Regions from separate parts of the Anser cygnoides genome. Here region 1 is linked to region 2. A link is a contact called in public Hi-C data. All regions are on one chromosome and are shown on one strand. The core of a region is the stretch at or near the end of the contact, and the rest is flanking DNA. Distances in the headings are between cores, read along the strand shown. Region 1 holds the start of VPS35L (VPS35 endosomal protein sorting factor like). Region 2 holds the start of GPRC5B (G protein-coupled receptor class C group 5 member B).

Region 1 (7,038 bases), core at 824-3,323, 130 kb after region 2:
CCATGCTTTATTCTCCTTATTCACTTACTTCATGGGTTAATTAGCATTTGGGTGAACAAACTTTCCGACAAACTCTGGCTTCCTAATTACGGCACTGCCATTGCTCAGTTACTGTTCTGCCAGTATTTCCATACCTCCTTTACTTATATTTCCACACCAACAGTAAAGAGAGACGCTGCTCACAGCTCCCCCTTGGCACACCATTCCCAGGCCAAAATCAGTTGTATTGTAACCATACCATAAAGCATCACTGGGCATGCATACATGTCGAATACACGTGTGGGAATGAAGAAGAGCTGTTTACCCCGTAAATAAGTCTTTAGAAAGTGCATTTACAATGTGATGAAGTGATCAACGCAGCTTGTAATGGAACTAATACGAGTAAGGAGTTGCCATGATGTTTTGCCTCTCCTCTAGGGAAAGCAGATTAAGCTCTCCTTTCTCGGCCACAGCAGCACAGCCAGCTTCCAGGAGAAAACAAGACTCAGGCCAAGTCAGGTTTTCACCTGCAGTGCATACAGCAGGATACGCCCCTGCCTGCAGGTACTGTCCCCACAGCAGTTTTCAACCTTTTTCCACACAGGAGGATTACTGCGGTTGCCATCAACCTTGAACACCTGCCAGATGGCCAGCCTCCTCATGGCAAATGGTACTTTTTCCTGGGACTGCTATTACCTTACCCCACAGGCTACTGGAGCTGTTTCAGCTCCCAGCCCGCCTGAAATCGGGGAGTTGCAGCCCTACCTGTTCCTTGCAGTTTCTGCAGGGTCACTAGGGCACACTACAGGCATACCAGCAATTCCAACAGCCACCTCATGGGTTACAACTGTCTTACACCCTCAGATTTTCTTAGCTGCGTAAATAGAAGTTCTAAATTCACTGCAGTGCAAAATGCTTTATTTTAAAAAGCATGGCTCTGACGTTGTAAAATTTCAACTGGTTTCATCAACAAACTTTTTCAGCTACAAATTATTTCCACTTTACATTAAATATAAGTGTTCACTCATGTTAATAACAAAAAAGAGATGACTTTCAGCATGAATATATACACATATAGGAAATTTATGTCAACCCAATAACTGCATTTTACTTTTCTTGATTCTATGTTAAGCTCCACTGCTAGTTTGCTCAGGACTCTAGTAAATCAGCTGCATCAGGAGAGCAAGCCTTCCAGAAACATAGCTTATTTATAACGAAAAATAAGTTTGGAAAAAAAATAGCTACAAACATATTTTCCTTCACTTTGTCAGTGACAGAGCCCCCTTTATCCTTCCTCGCCATAACTACAAAGCGCAGCTTCCCCATCGGGATGCTGTGCTCCTGTGGAAACACTTCGTGTTGCTGCCTGGACTCTGCTTCTTCAGTGCGTGCCCACAACCACAGCAACCACTCCCAGTGAGCTCGTGGAAGATAATTAATGGAAACTAAAGCTCTTGGTAGCAAATTTAAATTCTCTCCACAGAAATCTTCACCTCACGGTACCCACCAAGGCGGCTCCAACTCCTGCCCTGCTGGGGATCAACAGCGACATCCGCTGGGCACGACGGGACTGAACCTCCGTTATCTCCCCTGCCCCTTCCTCTTAGAGGGGCATCATAAAATCCAGCAGGATCACACCAAGCCAGAAATGAACTGCTCTAAACTAATTATTTTGCTTACTTCAGCAAAATAAACAAAGAGGCCATAAAGGCTCTCAGCAGCCCGCTCCCTCAGCCACCGCCCCCCTCAGCCGCTTTCCCCCCCGCCTCCCCCGGCAGCCTGAGGGGGGACCGCGGCGCCACGACCCCAGGGGACGCTCCAGGACCCCCCGCCGCCGCCTCAGCCCCCTCAGGCCCAGCGGCCCCGAACCCCGCCGGGGCTTCGCTTCCCGAGGGCTTCGCCCCCCGCCGCGCCCCCCTCACGGAGCCGCAGAGCCCGGCGGCCCCCTCGGGAGCCTCGGCCCCCGGCCCTGCCCGCCCCCGGCCCCCTCCCACAGGCTCACCAGGGGAAGGCGGCCATCTTGCCCCCCCGTCACGTGGTGCCGCGGCCGGGCCGAGCCTTCCGCCGCCATTTCCCGCCCCGCCCCATCCAAAGGCCCTGTCCTAATTAACGCGGCGATTTTCTTAAAATTAGGGGGAAAACAAACAAACAGTACAGGTCTTTTGAAAGATCGCAGGTTTATTGTGCAATATGTTTAAGTAAAAAGCAAGACCGGTGAAAACGAAAGTACAAAAATAAATACACTTCTGTAATGATATTACAGTCGCACACAAAAAGATAAATTAAATATGTTTAAATAAAAAACACAGATCAAGTACAAAAAACAAATTCTGGCACTTGTCAAGAGAAAGGCCGCATGAAAGTTCATTAAAAACAAACGAAGTTGTGCTACAAGGCCTTATTACACACATTGGAAACATGCTTAAAGTAAAAGAGGCTCAGGTGTGAAACCTGACCTGAAGGTAAGCATTCAGTTTTACTCACACACTAAACCAATCTTTATGTCAACATATTGCCTATGCTAATAATAAATACAGTATATAAAACATCCTTTAAAAGCATCAGTCTTTAGCTCTGATATATCAACAGCAAGCTTTGCCACCTGCAGCACAGGTTACACTTGTCAGTATTTTTCCCCTTTGAGATGTTTTCCACTCCTGTTTCTGGAGTTTTCAAACAAAGGAAATCAAAACAGCATTTTGATGACTACTGAGTAAGCAGGAAGCTTGTCTCAGGCATTTTTTGGATTACATCTGAAATTTTAAAGAGCCATAGAATTTATATGAAGGAGGCAGGTTCTCCAGTGGTGTAAACTGTTACATTTGCACCATTAGGGAAGGCACCCCAAAGCTTTCAAATAAAAGCTACAGCACAGAGCCACTGAGCAGTGACATCTTCAAAGTATTTAGGAAGCATTTTGCCTTTTCTACATAAGCAATCTGGTATCACTTGGTACAAAACATTTGTTTTTAACGACGTAACTAGCTGCAGAGGACACACTTACTGATAGAGGTCACAACTAGTGCCACAAGCAAGCCAATTTGTTCATCGCTGTCGCTGAAGATAACTCTCTTCATCCTACTATTAATCCTCCTTTTTACAGTTATTGTTTAACCCAATAGAACTTATCAGTCCTTTTTCTCCTTTATCAGTGTCCCTATGTTACAAAGCCTGCAAGGTTGCATTGTACTGATACCAGGAAGAAAACAAAATATAACCCATTTCACATTTAAGTAATCAGTTCCCTAGTGCTAGGGTAAAAGAGCAAAGAAGTGAGCACTGCAAAGACTTAAATAACCAAGCTTTTCCTCTGGTTTCTAATGTTAACATCCCATCACCAGTTCATTAAGAGAAAGAACTTAGAGACTTCCACTCACCTCATGTTGAAGAATAATATCCATCAGTATGACAACCAAGACAAAATATGAACATGATATTTCAGTATTAGATTTTCTTAAATGAGAGACTGTTTTTCTTGGGTTTTGGTAGAGGTTTTTAACCCCCCCCCCCCCCCCCCCCCCCGAGACCAGGAAACGTTATTTCAGTACAAGGGCTGTTAGATCATGGTACAAGAGAAACTGCTCAGAAAAACTGCAGATGTCAAAAAGAAAACATAAGGCATATGAATTATTATTATAGACAATCATGTGCAAGTCTGAAATGATAAAACAATTAAAATCTTGCCGTCTCATGTTTTTGTTGAACATATACTTCTCTTAATCTCGGCTAAAATTATTTCTGTAACAAAGTGCCACAGACAGGAAGGAAAAAAAATCATAGGACTTCCAGCACAATGGTTTGATCTACCATGTGCAGAAAGGGGCAGTTTCAGTACAGTCTTTGCAAGTACATCTGTCTGTCCAGTAGTTAATCTGGATCCGTATCTGTTCAATTCAGCAGCCATGAAGTTAGGTAATCGCATTTACACAAACACATCCAGAAAGGCTGCTGACAAATTCACTGACTGAAGAGCTCAGTTTTGTTTAAGGATTATATTTTTGCTTATTTAACTGATTTAACTTTATGGTATGAAACTAAAAATATATACGCGTGACTTATTTATGGTGGCAACCATACACAGAAATTGCAATTTGCAAAAATTTTATGAGAGATACAAGAATTACAGAGTGTTAAGTCATGAATTAACTTAATGTTGCTCTACGGTCTTCTTTAAATAATGTTATGAATCTTATGTGTACACAGTAGTATGAAGATCTAATAAGTTTAACATGCAATTTTCCACAGTATTAGAGCTTTGCAGCCCTTTATTACTTAAATATGATTGTATGAATATGTCATCATCTGGAAAAAACAAAGTATGTTTACCATTTCTGAATATACATATAAATTTAGGGCATGAAATACTTGAATCAGTGCTGAGAATGCCATCATTAAAAAATAGCCTGTTTATCCCAGCGAGTGCTGTCGTCTTAAATTGTCACAACATTTGGCTTCTTTCTTTGGGTTCTTCCTGCATATGCTCCTAAAAACAAAGTAGAAATATTACCATTTCACAGTTGATACTGTTTTTTGCAACAAGATTATCTAGCAAATACAGCTGAAAAGACAAAATTTTAAAGCATTATTATATATTCAGTGCCTACTTTGAAAACGACACTTTTCATAATGTTACACTTGAAATGCCTTATGAACACGTAAGTGGAACAGGTTGCTAAAACTACTAGTAGGCTTGAAAGTAACATGTTCTAGTTTTTCCTTCCTCAGTAATTGTTCCATTGTCTCTTCTGCTGATCTAAAACATCTGCGACTATAATTCAGAAGTTTTTAAAAGGTAAGTCTGTTTGTAACATTACCAAGACAGATTAAATATGATTAACTATTCCATGTACTACTTTTAAACATAATATCAATTAAGAAAATACTATACCAAGTCAAATATTTAAGACAACTCTTTTCTTTTCCCACCTCCCATGTTAATAAACAAAGAGGTAGAGACAGAGCAAGAGTAATGCAAAGCATAGGAAATTAACACTGTAAGTTGATCTTAGTATTTCTAATTATCTTCATTCTTGTTTCTTGGAATGTGGGCCTAAACTCTCTTCCTCAGACATCCACACACGACAACAGATCTCTCTTCTGTTACATTTGTTCTTAATGCATAGCAACAGCCCCCAAGATGAATAGTTTTCAGGTTCAGGAGAAACGTGTGCATGAGCCAGAGGGAAGCAAGTGTAAGGCATAGGCAAAATGTAAAGTTTCACTCTGACAGTTTGATAGACTTCAATAAACTATTAAAAAAATAATATATGTGCCAGAGAATACTCAAATCTTAATAAAAGCAAACTGTCTTTTCAGGAGAACAGTTGCAGGTTTCCATATGTTGACAAACACAACCAGAATTAAAAGTGCAGTATGAATAACTTTATCAGGCAAAGCCCTTATAATAAAAAGAAAGCTGCTTAAGAGTAAAAAGTAAAATAAAAATCTCTCCACATGTAACAAATTTCTAAATATATACATATTTAGAAAGCCATATTACACTATGCATAGCACAATTATCTTCCAGTGATAAGGGTTTAGCACTGCAGGCTGCTAAAAAGAAGCACAATTCAGCATTCATTAGGTGCAGGAAGTTATTGAGAGTGTCCGGCAATGTGAGCAAACATTTATATGAAAGCAGTGAAAGTTATATCACATGGTGCAGAGCAGTGAAAATGGAAGACAGCCATGGAAAAGAAATAGTTACCAGGCAATTAAACAACTGTGACAAAGTAAGTGCCAGTCTTTTTTTTTTTTTTTTAAATGATTTTCAGTTACTAGCACAGTGCAAAGCAGCTTTGCAAATGCCCCCAGAGACCTTACCACAGCAGGATCCCTCACATCTGAACACTGTTTCCCACTACACAAAAAGGCATTCCCGCTGGCCCAGCACTCGCCGGTGCTGTACTCTTCAGCTCACCTGTGATCCCGTATGACAAACAACCAGGCTGACAAGCACGATGCTTTAGTAGTGCTTGAACACCACATAGTTTTGAATCAGCCCACCTTTAATAATGTTTTACTATTAGGAAATAAGTGGACATATTTCAAGTCAGTTTTCTCCCCCTGCCTAGTCCCTCCCTGTAAATGCCCTGCCTAGCACAGCTTGCAAGCTACTGACTGAGCATCGTTACCCCATTAAAACAAAACCAAACAAACAAAAGGATGACTCTTCATAGATTTATTAGGTTCTCTCTTTAGTACAGACCTTTGGATTCAAGGAGTACATAACAAAAACTAAATTTAAGACCACCTATTAAAGAAAAATACCTTTGTGCTAGAAAAAGACACCAATCAGAGTGGTATCAGAACTACAAAGCACTTTGTTGACAGAAGTTAAAAGAACAGTCAAAAGAATGGGAAAAAAAAGTAGTTTGATGGCTATGTCACTGTCTTCTTCTGAAGTTGTTTCTCACACCTAGTTTGAATGCTTAAGGGACATCTGGAATATCTGTATTCTACTAACCCTTCTTCCCTTTTGTCCCTCTAACAAGCTGCGAGTTAGGGATTTAACTGCGAGTTAGGGATGAACGAGGACAATAAACAAAATAGAAATATTATGGGTTAAGAGTTTGCAGACTTAACATAGTTACAGATATAAGTACGTCATTTCTTTTCAAATTGACTTGAGATTATAGTTTCTCAATGGTCTTGTTGCCTTACTACAGTTGACTTCCAAGAATCTCTCTTGAAAAGAAACTTACTTCACTAAAACCAAATATATTCAACATACTGCCAAACCTCTCACTATTCAAATTAATCCATATATAAAGAAAACCACATTAAATATATTCAACTTAAGGTATTCTTTATTATGCAAAGTTATGCAGATTTCTTTCATGCCAAACATTCCCCATCCAGTAATTTCAGAATGCCTTTCTACTACCCACGTGGTATAAGTAGTCTAACCTATTTAATACCAGTACTTCCACATGCTCTTTTATATACCACAGGAAATTAAGTGACGTCAAAACACTAAACTGAGGTTATATTGTGTAACCAGAACTAGACAGCATACAACTGGTTAAATCATCTACTTCGCGTTCGAAGAAGGTCACT
Region 2 (6,308 bases), core at 1,117-3,616:
TAAGCTGAGCATAATATATGCCCAGTGTAAAGAAAAATAAGTATTATGTGGTTTTATCAGTCTTTCAGAGACAGACAAAAGCAATGAGTTTACTTCTTTTTAAGTCCTCTGCTCTGAGAAGTATTGCATGGCATAATCAGTTTTCTAGATTTCCCCTTTACCTGGGCCTTGCACATCTCACCCCTTCCCCAGCCTCCTCCGAGCAGCGCTCACATGCAGGCAGCCGCTGGCTGCAGCCACAGCAGGGTGCACTTCATGGGCAGTCCTAGCAAGTGGGGTAGGAGCTGGGAGCACCACTTTCAACCAGGGAATTCCTACGGCCCACCTGGCTCACAGCAGCTGCTCCACCCTTCTACCTTCTCATTCTCTTGGGGGAAGGAATGAGCTAGTGGTTTGCTGATGAAAATTCTTTTCCCCTTAATAAAAACATATTTTCAGAACATATTTTTAAAGTTAACTATCAGAAGAAAGTAATGCAAAGGGAGCTATGGTTTAGTCCAACTACTCCACAATAGTCCTTGGTAATTCTGTGTTCTATCCTTCACAGTTTCATGGCAGCTAATACTAAAAAAAATGCTTCATTGGGACAGAAATCAGGCTTATTTGTTAATGCTCCACCAGTAATTGTTGAGAGGAGCATTATTGTCCCTGCTCTGCCAGTAAAAGGCAAATGGAGGAGGCCATTTCCTTTACTGGTACCAAGAGTTGTGCTAGGGATGCACAGAGGGAAGGGAACAATGACAAAAATTTGCATTTGCTGAAGGGCTCAGTACATTGCTCCATTGTGAGCGGGCCAAGACCTTTATCACATGAATTCTTGTGATTCATCCTCCCCTCTGGTCTACCTCGCTGTATCCAGCGCGGTACAGAGAACTCTGTGTGTTTAAAGAAACACACATATACAAGAAGGTCTTTGCTTGTTACTGTAGTACGCAGGTGCTGGCTCACGCTCCCGAGCCAGAGCGGGGGTACAGGCGGAGCTGGTGAATCGGTACTTTTTACTCTCCTGCCAGGCTGCCGAGTGACCTTGGGCAGCTCACAGCCACTTCACTTCTCACTGCCTCAGTTTCTGTAAAATTTTCCTGGTTTACTTTGTATAGCGCGTAGATATCGACTGATGCAAGGGCAGGGTATTATTGCTTACATGTGACTCAAATAACGCCAGTGCCTAAAATCCAGAATCAGCAAGGGAGAAAAGAGCAGAAACGTGAAATTGTTCTGTTGCAGCTGTTCTCCTCCTGCTGCCCAGCCTACACACAGGGAATCGCATTGCAACAGCACCATCTGATTTACCGCACGTCAGCTACCCTGAGAAGTTCAGGTAACCCCCCAGGACATAACAAGTGACATCTAAATGAACCCATGCATGCTAGCATGAGGCTGTTTAAAGGTTACAGATCTGTGTTGGAGAACACATTTCGGCAGTTTCCCTTTGAAAGGCTCTGAACATGGAAGCCTGGCAAGATGCACAGCGCGCTACCTGTGGTCAGGAAGGACGGGTGTCCATCGCTTCCCACTGACAACGCCGTTGCAGTTGTGTCTGCCCAGTTTCCCGTTAGCAGTTTGAAAGCATCAAAACACTGACGCACAACACACAGCGGCTGCCAGTCACAGGGGCGTCGCACAGATGTACTCTAAAGGCTTAAAAGGCAGACAAGTTTCTGCTGTTCAGTGAACATCCCCAATTGAAGCTGTCTTTCCCTGCTACAAATAACTCCTTCTGAAGTCTGCAGGAAGCCCTGTCCTGTGAACACAGCATCTGCTTTCGGAGGGGTTGCAGCTTTCCCAGAGCTGGGCTGTGCAGAAGCAGGGAAGGGGGACGTGAGCTGCTCATTGCGAGCTGGGAGGCACCGACCGGCTCCGAGCATCGCCTTTGCGGGGCCCCATGCGCTCACAGGGCCTATTCCTGAATTGTGCTGCATAAGCAACCTGGAAAATGTCGCTTGCTCAATACAGTTTCTCTCTTCTGAATGTCTAAGGTAGCAGCAGGTTGGACACGTGCATTGGAGGCAGATGGGGTGAATATTTCCAGCCCATCGCAAACCCCCAGCTGCCACGGAACTGCCAAGCCTCCCTCCCCTGACATCCCCAAACCAGCCGGAGGTGTGCACACGCAGCCGACGTGCCGGGATGGGTTTGCAGCCCGTATTTCTCGCACCCCGTCCGCACAGCCCCGGGGCGCGGAGGACCGCACGCCTGGGTGCGCACGGTGCTTGCTCCCCGTGCCCTGCGGTCCCTGCACCTCGCAGCAGCAATCCGGCCGGGCTGGGGGCGAGCCGTGCCGTGCCGGTGCCCGTGGAGGTGGATACGTGCCGAGCCGAGCCGTGCCGTGCCGGGGCGGGGCGGTGGGAGGGGGCTGGCCGCCGGGTCGGAGCGCAGCGGGGCGGAGGGTGCAGAGCAGGGCGGGCAGCGCACCGCTCCGTGCCGTGCCGTGCCGGGGCCAGGCGCTCCATGAGCAGCCTCGGGGGGGCTCGGTGCTCGCAGGCTCCGGGATGTGACTTGCGGCGGGCAGGCGGACACAGCTGCCCCGCCGGCCTCGGCTGCAGCAGCCAGCGGGTGAGTGGTCCCCGGTCCCGGTCCCCGTTTCCCAGCCCCCGGTCCCCATTCCCCAGTTCCCGGCCCCCGGAGGTGCCGGCCCCGAGCTGTGCCCGCGGAATTAGCCCGGTGGCCGGCAGCAGACAGCAGGCTGCAGGGAGTCCGGCAGGGGGATTAGGGTGGATATAGGGCAGGAGAGGGGGGCGGAGGAGGGGGCTGCCCCCGCCGGGAAGGGCTGGCGAGGAGGGGGCTTTGAGCCAGGCTGGGGGAGGGAGAGAGAGCCTGGGAGGACAGAGGGGAGAGGAAGGAGCGGGGGGCCGAAGGGGAGCGGGCTGGAGCGGGCTCGGTGCGGGCGGGGAGGAGGAGGCGGTGCGGGAGGATTAAGGGGGAGCGGGGAAGCGGCTGCAGGCGGGGAAGCGCCCGCCGGCACCGGGCGCTGTGCTCCGGGCCGGGCAACGGGACCGGGACCGGGACCGGGGGGAGAAGCCTTTTGCTGGCCCCTGGCTGCTCCTTTCTGCCTGGTCCCGGCCTCAGCTGGAAGGTGGGAGCCCCAGGTCGGGGTGCAGCGCGACTCGGGAGGGCTGAGCACCGCCAGCGGTTTAATTTCCACTTAATAAAAAGCCCTCCCTCTGTACTGCTTCTGCCCAAAGCTAAATAGCGATAGGATTTAGCACTTATGTGAACCCTTTGTTTACGCCTGACCTGATGTTTATCCCAAGGCTAACAGGATTTCCTGCCCGCTGAACCTCGACACCTCAGTGGGTTCTCGTTGCTGGAGCACGGAGCCTGTGCGGTGCTTTACATGCTGCTTATCAGCCGGGGATGTGGGTGCTGAGGTGTTGTCTCACTGCATCAGGGCCATCAGGTGAAGGGAACCCCTCCGTCACGAGGCTGTGACATGAAGAGAAACAGTTTTGAGAATTAGCAAAGCAAAGAAAAAACATTGATTGGTGTCATTGGTCGATAGTAGCATAATAAGACCAGATTTTGTAGTCATAAGCATTTAGGCACAGAGAATATACAGGGTCTGACCAAAGGAAATGGTGAGCACCTAGAACAGCTGAAAGATCATTTCATATAACATTCAGCATCGCAAAGTATTTCTAAATGAAAACACATCTTCCTACGTCTTTTGGAGTGGGGTCATGCTTTCTGTAGCTGTGAGCATTACGTGGGTTATTCCAACGCAGGGTAAATCTGAACCAGGGTTGTGTTTTTGCATACAAAGTGCAATTGTACTATTAATTATTATTCTAGAAATACATCTCCTCAGTAGTCTGATCTTGGCTTGGCTGTTGCTGCTCTGTTATCAGTCTTGGAGCTCATTCTTCAAATCTGATCAAAAGCAGCTGGCAGAGATCCCGTGTTGTGATTAATTCCTCGCTTGCTACCATCTCTCCACAACACTTGGTGGTGGGGGCGGTTTTCTTTGGAAATGCTACAGTGAACCAGTCTTTTGCCTGTGCATGGCAGAGCAGGTTACTATTTGTGCTACTACTGCTTTTATTTACTGGGCTGTTTTCCTTTTCTGAGATTGGATGCATTCTCCTGTATCAGTTGATTAACGTTAGGACTGTAAGAAGGGGATCGGACAATGCATCTAAGCGTAAATAACATAAACCTTTGCATGGTTACAGATTTATTCTTGCTATAGATATTCTCTAACAGCATACAGCAGTATGTGTTTGATTAGGTAAGAGATTTGCAGTCTTTGGTCAGAAGGCTTCAGCTCTTGAAAGCCTCGCTGATTTTTAACCATGACAACTTTTTGATGACAACTGTGAGATTTTTCTCTTTCTGCTCAGTTGCTTGCAATTGTACTTTGTACCGCTGGGGCAGCTCCGTGTCTGCCATTTCTGTACCGGTTCTCGCACTGTCCCCTACACCCGATAGCGCAGGGGACTTCACTCTGCTGCAAACAGCAGTTTGTGCTTGGTAACTGAGTACAGATTTTGGACTGAAAATTGAGGACTGGATTTGCAAGCCATCCTACTGTTTGTTTGCTGCTTATGCCTGAAATACCTAAAGCTCCTTGATTCATTTTATGTGCTTGTGATTGCTCTCGGGTCCAGGTATGTTGGCTTAACCAGTCGTACTGCAATTTGGAGGGGGATCTGGGGACAAAAAAAATCAAGCTGATTTCCTTCTGTATTAACAGTTTCATTCAGCTCTGCCGGAGATACGTTGGTGTCGCTGACTGTGTCTGTGCTGGAATGTTTCTGTGACATTTCTGCATTACTATTGCTGTAGCTCTCCGGTGGTAGTAGGAGTGAGGTGCCAGTCAAACAGAGAGCTATTGTTACTGCCGAGAGGTTGCGTAACTTTGCTGAGAGCTAATCTAGACATAAAGAGGTAAAAATACTACTCTCCTACAGTCACTGATTTATGTAGCTACTGGGAATAATAAGCAGAGACGAGATTCCGTAGTAAAATCGAGACGCACGGGCTTCTGCCTCTCCACCCACAACACAGGCTTGAGGAAGGCACTATATTAACAAGAAACCCATACTGATATACTTTGCTTTTCCAAAACAACTTTTCTGGAAAAAAAAGGCTTTACAGTTTTCTCTTTTACTTACTCAGTTTGTGGTTTCAGCTAAAGCTAAAACTTCAGTGTTGTAATGCAGTTTTTCCTCGTCTATGTACCGGTGAGAGTTCAGTGCTGAGTAACAGTGCTAGCAAGAGGTTTTGGGCTGGTATCATAATGGGGCTTGCATATTAATGTTGCCAGTTCTTACCTAGTCAGGCAGAAGTATGTAGTAAACTGGTTGCAAATGTGGCTATATATATAGCAGTGACAAGGAGAAGCTTCCTCATTTGGAGGAAGCCCAGTTTGAAAGCTTTGATGTAGAAAGCATCTACTGTTCAGCATGACTTGCTGACATGTGATGGGAATGTGATTGCACACCAAGAATACCTGTCAGCAATCCTAGAGATTTCTTGTTTTATACTGTAACTACATTGGAGCTTTCTAAGAGAACTACTGTTTATTTCTGTCGGCTCTCCCAAAAGTAATTTCACAGAGGGAAGAAACTTGGGAAAACTCCCGAGTTGAACATCTCTGAATTTCTGTGTTTCCCTCTTTCCTAAAGAGACTACTCCTTCAAGCAGGGGAAAATACTCCAAATGTATTAACCCTCCCTTCGCAAACACTTCCAAATAGGAAGAGGAAACAAATGATGGGCTGACAATATGACTGCTTACCCATGCAGCACAATCTCCATGGAAACAGACTGTCCTAGAATAGCTCAATCACATGAGGGTTACATGACATGAATAAAGTAACCAGAAAACTGGAAAATATCTTAGAACTAGAGATACTTGCACTTAATTCATTACCCCCCAGGTCTTTGGAGAGCAGTGAATAAACAAAGCTAGTATTAAAACCAATTTAGTGCATGTATATCATCATTTTTAAGTGGTAGGGTAGTGGAAAATTAACATGATCCTCATTTAAAGGGCTGTTTATTGTTTCCAATTTAGGAGACATTGTTTGAGGATGAGTTTTGAGTAACTTTCCACATGACCTCCTGCTTCTTGAAATTGGTACCCATGGTTTGCAGCATTGCCTTAGATCCTAGTGGATTTCCTCCCTTTGTACCAGCAGGTGCTGACCATTCCCCACTTTTTTTTTTGGATGTTTTGGATATCCTAAAAAGTAAATGCACTAGTTGGAGTAAGAACCGCCTATGTGTAGAAGGGATTCCGAAGTTACCTTCAGAATGTTTCCTTCTAGTTAATTCTGTACTCGTAAAGAGATTTATCGAGCATAA

What was found. Hi-C and Micro-C count contacts between places; a contact is called where the count stands out from the background.
Region 1: a Hi-C map of liver shows a contact between it and region 2, with 3 times the contacts expected there. The contact joins the promoter of VPS35L here to the promoter of GPRC5B in region 2. A contact is called at or near these places in 3 of 7 Hi-C or Micro-C datasets (all in liver).

Annotation. Positions count from the first base shown.
Region 1 is chr15:8,774,605-8,781,642 of Taihu_goose_T2T_genome, forward strand. VPS35L (VPS35 endosomal protein sorting factor like) reads right to left here and starts at 2,074. Exons shown (of 31, transcript XM_048060363.2): 1 at 1,982-2,074. The coding sequence starts at 1,998. CCP110 (centriolar coiled-coil protein 110) reads right to left here. Exons shown (of 16, transcript XM_013176964.3): 16 at 3,488-4,462. The coding sequence ends at 4,410.
Region 2 is chr15:8,642,297-8,648,604 of Taihu_goose_T2T_genome, forward strand. It overlaps GPRC5B (G protein-coupled receptor class C group 5 member B), which reads left to right and starts at 2,367. Exons shown (of 4, transcript XM_048060716.2): 1 at 2,367-2,556. LOC106033474 (acyl-coenzyme A synthetase ACSM4, mitochondrial-like) reads right to left here and starts at 3,446. Exons shown (of 33, transcript XM_066977917.1): 1 at 3,238-3,446.